Linked DNA regions of Zea mays: region 2 is linked to region 1. The links are chromatin contacts, called in public Hi-C maps. All regions are on one chromosome and are shown on one strand. The core of a region is the stretch at or near the end of the contact, and the rest is flanking DNA. Distances in the headings are between cores, read along the strand shown. Region 1 holds the start of LOC100281257. Region 2 has its middle 23 kb from the start of LOC103651766.

Region 1 (4,230 bases), core at 1,003-3,502:
CTTCGGGCTGGTACGACACGCCTAAAAGTTTTTTAGGTTTTACTGTCTCAAACCGTTTGGCACGAAGCATGATGGGCCTGGGCCGGCCCGGCCCAATTCCCAGCACTACTCCCTGTCATTGGTAAATGTACTAAAATAGCTAGAGCGCGTGTCACAAATTTAACCTCAGCCTGATCCTGTACTTCTTCGCCAGCACCTCCTCGCCTCTCGCGTTAGGAACCGGCCTGCATCACGCAAGATCCAGAAACTAAATGTTTTGAGGTGTTCTAGAGATCAGAGAGAGAGAGAGATTAAAACATGAGAAGAGCGAAGGCAAGTAAGTCAGCAACGTGGATGATCACCTGTACCCTGCGTCGACTATGACCTTCTGCAGCGCGTCGGCCTTCTGGTAGTCCTTGGCAGCCCGCGCCCTGGCCCGCTCCGCCGCAGCCTTCTGCACCTCGCGGGGCACGCTGCCGGCCTCCCGCGGGTCCGCCGCGTCGACGTACACGTTCACCGTGTCGCCGTCGGCCACAGACTTGGGGTCAATCTGGCAAACCGGCGAGGACACTCGTTTCATTAACCCCGTGGACGCACGCGACGAGACGACGGAAAAACATTCAGGAAAACGGGAGCTGGCCGGCCGGCCGGCCGGATGTCTTACGGGGAGCGTGTGCAGCTCGAACTTGGCGCCCTGCTGGGCCTTCTTGGGCGGCGGGCGAGCGGCGGGCGCGCCTGCTGCTGCTGCCGCCGCGTTCGGATGCGGCAGGCCGTAGAAAGACAACAGGCCCTGCGCCAACACAAGCAAGACCCGATATTTTTATAGATGTTGAGCACCATATATATATTGTTTGGTTGGAGGAAGGAAGGAACGCGTGCGGTTGGGAGGAAGCTGGAGGTACCTCCACATCTGCTTTCTGATGGTTCTTGAGCGTCTGCACAACGAAGGCCGCGGCTTCCTCGGGCGTCTTCGGAGGCGGCCGGGCTTTCTTCCATGCCACCAGCAGCTTCTTGTACCTTACATGAGCGCAGAGAGTTTTTTAGTTTTACAAACCCGACGAGATGCGGGTGCTCACCCCTCGTCGGTTGTCGTCATGATGAAAACCATAATTCCGCAGCCAACTAGTACCAGCTACCGCGGTGGTTTTCCCGACTAATTTAGCAGTTAAATGACGCAATTTACTTCAACGACAAATAAATCAGCTGGCGACATTATATCAAGTACGGGAACTCATTAGGTTTTTTTTGTTATCAAAAGTTCTTCGGTTGTAAAGAAAGGAAGACGTAGAGTAGTGCCCTAATCTTGTAGTGCTAGACTACTAGTAGCTGCTCACTGTGACTGTGATGGCAGTGACGGAGTCTAGAGTCTACTGCCATCTGTCCTTCGTTATCGCCATAAATATAAAGCTTTGTTTCCTTTTTATTTTACTAGGGTGTAGACAAATATGTTACCACACGCTGCACTGAATTTATCTCACTGTCTCGTTCTACTATGGCCACAAAATTCAGAAGCTAAAGTTAATTACCACCGCTATGTTTTTCCATTAATTTTTAAGATAAAGTCCTCTTCTGAGCTCCACTCATCAAAAGCCCTCGCAACCACGACAGTTCGGTCGGACCGGTGCAAGGGAAATCAAGCGGAGAGAAATTGCGTACCAATTCGCCTGCGCTTTCTTGGAGGAGACGACGTGCCGGCTCAGCTCGTCCGGAACCTAAAAAAACACAGCACAGCACAGCAGAGCAGAGCACCACCAGGCACCAGATGAGCAAAACCGACACCGCACCGCGGCAGCGCCAAACGCGCAATCGGGGAATTGAGCTCGCGCGGCTCACCTGCGAGGTGCTCTGGAAGCTGAGGACGTCGCGGCCGAGCGCGGCGACGGCGGGGTGCGCGCCGTGGAGCCCGTGCTCCGACGACGAGGGCGCGCACAGGCCGCATAGGAACCGGTAGATGCTGTTCCCCATGGCTCTACGGTCTACAGTAGTAGGCTCTAGCTAGCGTCCCCAGGCTCGGCCACCGGCGCGACGCGACACGGGGCGACGAAGGCGAGATCCCGGTGGACTGCTGCGGTGCTGGGCTGTGGGCTCCGTCTGCAGGGTAATCCGCCCCGGGATTTGAAAGCTGCGGCGGCGGTCCTGTCCGTATGCCTGCCTGCCTGCCCGTGCGTGTGGATCTGCGCCGCGGCCGTTTTGAAGTTGGGAGCGGGCAGGATGGAAATGGAATCGCAGGGGCGTGGAGAGCTCGCTTCACGAGGAGGAGAAAGTGAAGGGGGGGAAGGGATCGAACGAGAAAGCTGTTGCGGCTGACCTGTCGTCTGTCGAGCCAAGGGCTCGTAGCGCGATCCGCGACGTGGAGGCGCGCGGTTGGCTGGTGGTGCCGCGGGCGCCCGGGCCGGTGGGGTGGTGGGGCCGGACGACCAGGCGCGCGCCGGATTTGTTGCGGGTACGGGGCGTGGCGTGCTCACGTGTGCTCGTTGACGCTGATTGCCAAGCACGCCAACGTGTCCTGGCGTCGGGAATTGCCTGCTTGCTACGGTTTCAGAATGCTTTCTTTGGCATTTCGTAGCAGAAAACAGTGCGCCACCTGAGCGCGGTAGAGCGAATCATTGGCGGCCAATACTGAAATAGCTTCGCGACACGTTTCCACCTGTGCAGCTGCAGCTTGTAGTTGTAGGAGTTCCGTCTCGAATTCTCTCTGAAAAATATAAGATCGTCTCCAACAACATATCTAAAATAGTGCCCTATAAATAAAAAAAAGAGGTATCAATTGAAGCGGGGTCTAAAAATATTCTATGCTCTAATAGTAAAGTTCTTAATCAGTTAAGTAATTGAAATTCGTTTTTTTTCATACCCACAAAAACAAATTGGCACCCTCTATCTCTCGTTGGGAACCATTTTTTCGCTAACTGTTTGGCTCGTACTTCGTTTGCTTGATGCCTTGGTGCCGTCGTCGTTTGCAACGCTTTGGTATGTGCACTATGTTTTTTTATAAAACTTTATAAAATATGGCACTTTTGAAGTTACCTTTTTATGTTAGGCCCTATATTTAAAAATAAGACATCTATTTGAGGCGCTATTGAAGATGTTCTAAGTGCCACGCGAAGGGAAATTGTAAGGCTACGACCTCTTTGGACCAAATGCGTGCTAATAGCTTAATTGTCCAGGTTATATAATTTAATTTATTTTGAACTAACACTAAATTTAAAATAAGATGGAATATATAATCTAGGTAGATTATAATCGCAAACAAACAGACTCCAAGTTTAGTTCGGATTTTGGATATCAATTAGAACGACTAAATGTGCGCTAATTATAAAACTAATTATATAAGTCACAACAAATTCATAGGATGGATGAGTTAAATGTAACCATTTCATGATTAGCCTATTTTTGCTATAATAAAAATGTGTTAATTATGGATTAGTTAGGTTTAATAGATGTTGGGGACTTGTTCTCAAATGCTATGAATAAAAAACAAGGCAACATAAAATATTAAATATCAAAGCTCTTCGTCCTTCAAATCATTATTTCCCTTTGGATATAACGAATTTAGGACGAAGGTCATGAAGGACATACCTTCATGATCATGATAAAAGATGGAGAACATTCAAACAAAGTACATAAAGTAACATAATTTCTGTAAACATTATTATTAATCTATTTTCATTTGTATCACTTGTGTAAACAATGATAAATTACAAATGTATCTTCGGCTTGAAGGAAAGAGAATACAGGCGTGACACAAAAGTGAATGCCCAGTCAGCGTGAACAGTACGGGAGTACTGTTCATCTATTTATAGGCACGGGTCGCAGCCCATGTAAAATTACATCCAGGCCCTTTGCCTATGACAACAACTCTATAGTAATTTATCCGGGTCTAAATAGTCTTTTCCTTTTTAAGTCGGTTTTCTCTTTTCTGTCATCATGCCGAAGCTCCCTTGCGTACAACTTCGGCTCTGCTCCATCCTTCGTGTTGTTTCCGTGCTTCTTCACACCGTGGGCCTTTGTTCGAAGATCCCTGTTCATACAATATACTCCAGAGACATTGTTAAATCATGTTTTTGAGGACCTTCGAAAGCCAAAGGCCCCCAACAGTAGCCCCTCGCAATATTAATTTATTAGAATGATGAATTTATATTGCGACATGGACGAAGGCCTTAAGCCGAAGGTCCGAAAAAACATCTTCCCTTTGCTAGAATAGCAACAGTCACTGGCAAGCGGGACCCTCCAGTTCTCAACACGCTAGGCATA
Region 2 (4,230 bases), core at 723-3,222, 160 kb after region 1:
CATAGATTTCTAGAAGCATAGATATGTCAAAGATCTTAATTAACTGAGTAAGGGATAAGGTTGTAAACATAAAGTTGAACACTTATAGCACATGTCATGTAGGATATAAAAGGAGGGGTGGGGAAAATCCTCAACATCATAGGAAGAAACAACAGATCCATCACAAAGTACGTAGAGTATTATCTCATATTGAGAGCACAATCATGTACAAATTTATGTCTCTTATGCAATAGCCTTCAACTCTTGATCTCGTGACATACCTCGTAAAAGCCAAACCAAACACCCTTAAGCATGTTCAAAAGTCGCAGAGGTCACGACCGCTTGTATAAAACCCACAATTTTGTTTCCTTGAAAAACTACGACTCAACTAATGACCCTCCTAACTGTTGTTCTGGTAAGGAGATACGAGGATAGATGTGAAGGAAGGAAACTCAGCACCCATTTCATTATCCAGACTCAGACTCTGAAGCCTGAACAACCGCATACCAACTAAACTGACCGCCCAGGCAGGGGGTGGATTAATCACGTCTCGTGCGGCGTGTATTCTTCTCTTCCCCCCCTGCGAGGAATGGCTAATCAACTGATGGAACAAGCAATGTACAGTACTACTCGCAATAGCTCAATCAGTGGCCCCATGTTCCGATAACCAATTTTTTTTTGTTTTGTTTTCATTATCGCTTGTTTTTGGAGGCAGCGGGTGCGCCAATGATTCGCGCGCACACGGCAGGCACACACACTCATGCGCACAGCGAGCCATGCCGCCCTGCTGGAGCTTGGCTGTACTGTATCCTTCGTCCTTCCTCTGATTGATTGGTAGTACGTGCGCGTTGGATTGCATCAGCATTTCAGCAGAGTATTCGGGTAGCCCCGGCCGTAGCCCTGCGTGCGAGCGATGCGACGAGACGAGGACGGGTGTGAGCGCGCCACTGGACGGCCGGACGGATGATGCCATGCCGTGCCGTGCCAGAGACTGGGCTCTGAATTATTCAGGCATTTTTTATAGGTAAAATATCGTTTCGCGGGCGGGGTTGTATATGCGTGCACAGTACCTGTGCCTGTGTGATTGATGTTTGGTATAGTACACGTTGCTCCAGAACGAACGAACGAACCCGGCCGTGCAACGTCTTTTTCGTGAGCGGTGGGTGATCATTATATAATAAAAATACTTAATAATTGGGTGAGTATTGTGTCTAAGCTAGGTACCAGCGCTGTGTGCTGTGCAGTGCTGGCCTCCGATTCGAGTTGTTGCCAGGCGACTATAGTCTACACAGCTCTCTATACTCATTGTGTTGGATCATTGAGTAGCTAGCTAGCTCCGAATCGAAGGAGCTGCCGCTGTTTAGTCTATACAATTAGTCTGTACGCACGTCTAGCCTAGGGCAGTGCAAGCTGGATGGGACCGAAATTATTGTGCATTAGGTTGCTACTAGCCTCCTATACCTTGCTTGCTCTCCGGTCAACACGACGATGCTCGCCACCGTGGCTCTGCTAGATTGCGTTACCAGACAAACTAATTATTTCGCTCGGGCCGGATGTGCCTTTCTTTTTTTCTCCTGGCGAGGATGGATGATCGTGTTGTCTCAGATCCGATCCGCTAGGCCTACAAATGTTAACCCTCCGTACGAACGTCCTCCGCCAGATCCAGCAGTCGAATCGTTACTGGCTAGCGCGGTAAGCATACACGATTACGATAACACAAACTGACAGCGTCCGTCTGTGTGTTCCGAGTCCGAGGTACGTACGCGCGGGGCAGGTGGTACGGTGACGTGCTGACGTGCCAAGTGGATGAACTTTGCTACAGTAGTAGCCAGTAGCAGTACATGTACCTTGTCCTTACCTTACCATACGTGTGCTGCATGTGGTGGCCGCACCCGCACGTGGGGGGCTTTCCGTGCAAGCAGTGGTGCTCAGAATTCAGAAACAAGTGTCCCTCCCTCCCTCACCCGATCCCATCCACCGCGCCCCCGTCACGACACGTGGCCCGCCGGCGTCCACGCGCGGGCGTTGTCGTCTTGTCCATCCGTCGGGTGGGCCGGTACACCCAACACGTTCCCAAGTTCCTCGCCACGAACCGCCGTCACGACGCGATGACGCGCGTCGACCTCGACGACTCGGCTTCCGGTCCATTCCCTGCTGGGCTGGGCCACGGCCACATACATGGTGGGCTAACATCTGTTCTCCCGCCCGGGAGGAGCGAGAGGGACGGGGACCGGCGACATGGACGACAACGACCTCGGCTGTCATGCCTAGTGCCTCCTGTGCTGCACATGCACCGCCAACGCCGCCATCTGCAACTGGTGCACCTTCCTCACCGCGCTGGGCGGTCGCCGCCCGCGCCACCGTCACAGGCGCCTCGCTGAGCCGCCTCGGCCTCGTCACCATCACCAGCAAGCCGCCCACACCTAGGCCCCGGGCTGCAGCGCGGGACGTGGCCCCAAAAACTTTTTGTTAGCTCACATGGTGCTGTTTGGTTAGGGATGGCAGTTTTAACCACATATCCGAAACCCGATAGGTACACGTACGAGTGAATATTTGGACCCGCTGGTTCACTTTGCACCTGACCCGAAGTTTCATGAGTGTGAGTGTGGGTGCGACTTTCTATTTCAACCCACGGGTAACCCACACTCGACCCGAAATTTGGTGTATTCTTTATTTTGCGCAAAACTAATTAAGATACAATAGTAACTATTTTGAATAACTAACTTAGCTAATGATTCATGAAATGTTTTGTTGCTACTCAATGTGAAAAGGCTTAAATTTGTACATATAACTCAACTATTACGGCTACTTAATTGCTTATTTGCTAAATTATTGTTTAAACTCATACACTTAGTAAACCCTGCAGATAACCCGAAACCCGACGGGTGCGAGTGCGGGTTTGGAATTGCACCCGCGGGTGTAATCGTGAGCGGGTTTTGATAGTTTTTATTGGTGCAATCACGGGTGTGTTTTTGCTCCACCTGATCCGAACCTGACCCATTGCCATCCCTATGTTTGGTTCACACGATTTAGTCTATAATTTATTTACGGAGATATCTGATGTTGTTTGTGTTTGGTTGAACCTGTCCGCAATGGATCACGCTGCTATTCGATACCAGTCCATAGAACTCCAGTGCCTCTCTGGGTGTTACCAGGGGCGGATTTACGATCGGGGCTGCCTGGGCTGCATCCCCGGTCGCGGCCCAATAACGCGAGGAGCAGGTATTCAGCCGCAGCCCAGCTTCGCTAGTCGCTACGGGCTACGGCGCTACCCTAGTCCAGTGTCCAGCCGCCGCACTGACGCCGAGCACATCCAGACGCCAGAGCCGCAGACCCGCAGTTGCCGACTTGCCGACCGCCGCACGCCGCGCGGTGCGCGTCTGCGCGCGCGACTGCGCCGCCGCCACCGCTCAGGCTGCCAGCGCCAGGCGCGTCTTCCACCGGCGCCCAGGCCGCCAGGCGCGACCGCGCGACTGCGCGTCTGCGCGAGTCTTCTGGGTTCTGGCCACCGCGGCACCGCCCAGGCCGCCAGGCCCGACCGCTGGCGAGCAGGCGAGCAGGCGAGCAGGCAAGCAGGCAGAGCAAAGCAGAGCGGTGAGCAGGCGAGCAGAGCAGAGCAGAGCAGCGAGCAGGCGAGTAGAGCAGAGCAGAGCAACGAGCAGCCGGTGAGCCCTTCTGTTTCTGTTTTAATTTGAAGTTTTCTGTTTTAATTTGAAGTTTTAATTTGAATTTGATTATTTATTTGATAGTAATCTCATGTTTAATTATAGGAATAAGATGGATAAATTTCTCATCAAGAACCAGAAGAAAGATGCTTCTATTTCTAAAACAATTAGGACAAATGAGAGCCGTGTAGAACAAAAGAGGCCACGTATTAAGCTAGATATGAATGATATAGTTGCAGATCCTGGTCTTAGAAAACCAATTGATGAGTTCCCCCATGAAATTAGAGATGACGCTAAAAGAGATTATTTACAAATGGGCCCATGTCAACCATTTGGTCATACATTTCCACGGACACCGGGTAGTTCTCAAACTAGAGGTTTTGTTGAATCTTGGTTTAAACAGTTTGATTGGTTAGAGTACAGTGTACAGAAAGATGTATTGCTTGCCTTGATCCAAGGGATTCTTTTGCCAACTTTGATTTAGAGAAGTTAATTGAGCTATCAAAGATTTATGATGCTGATTTTAGTGATTATGAACGTATATGCCTTATGGATCAACTTCTCTTATTCATTGATGAGGTTAGAA

What was found. Hi-C and Micro-C count contacts between places; a contact is called where the count stands out from the background.
Region 2: a contact with region 1 is called in a Hi-C map of ear, with 2.7 times the contacts expected there. The contact joins the enhancer-like site here to the promoter of LOC100281257 in region 1. A contact is called at or near these places in 2 of 25 Hi-C or Micro-C datasets (ear and tassel).

What each region holds. Positions count from the first base shown.
Region 1 is chr3:13,848,550-13,852,779 of Zm-B73-REFERENCE-NAM-5.0, forward strand. It overlaps LOC100281257, which reads right to left and starts at 2,253. Exons shown (of 9, transcript NM_001367883.1): 1 at 1,813-2,253; 2 at 1,636-1,691; 3 at 882-996; 4 at 644-769; 5 at 342-529; 6 at 165-224. The coding sequence starts at 1,944.
Region 2 is chr3:14,007,494-14,011,723 of Zm-B73-REFERENCE-NAM-5.0, forward strand. No RefSeq gene overlaps it. Among protein-coding and RNA genes, the nearest start is that of LOC103651766, 23 kb to the right of the region's middle. Within about 2 kb of position 1,973, at least 19 of the 20 cell types and tissues checked have an H3K27ac peak or open chromatin away from gene starts, as enhancers often do. A contact at or near this core is called in ear and tassel, where this site is marked.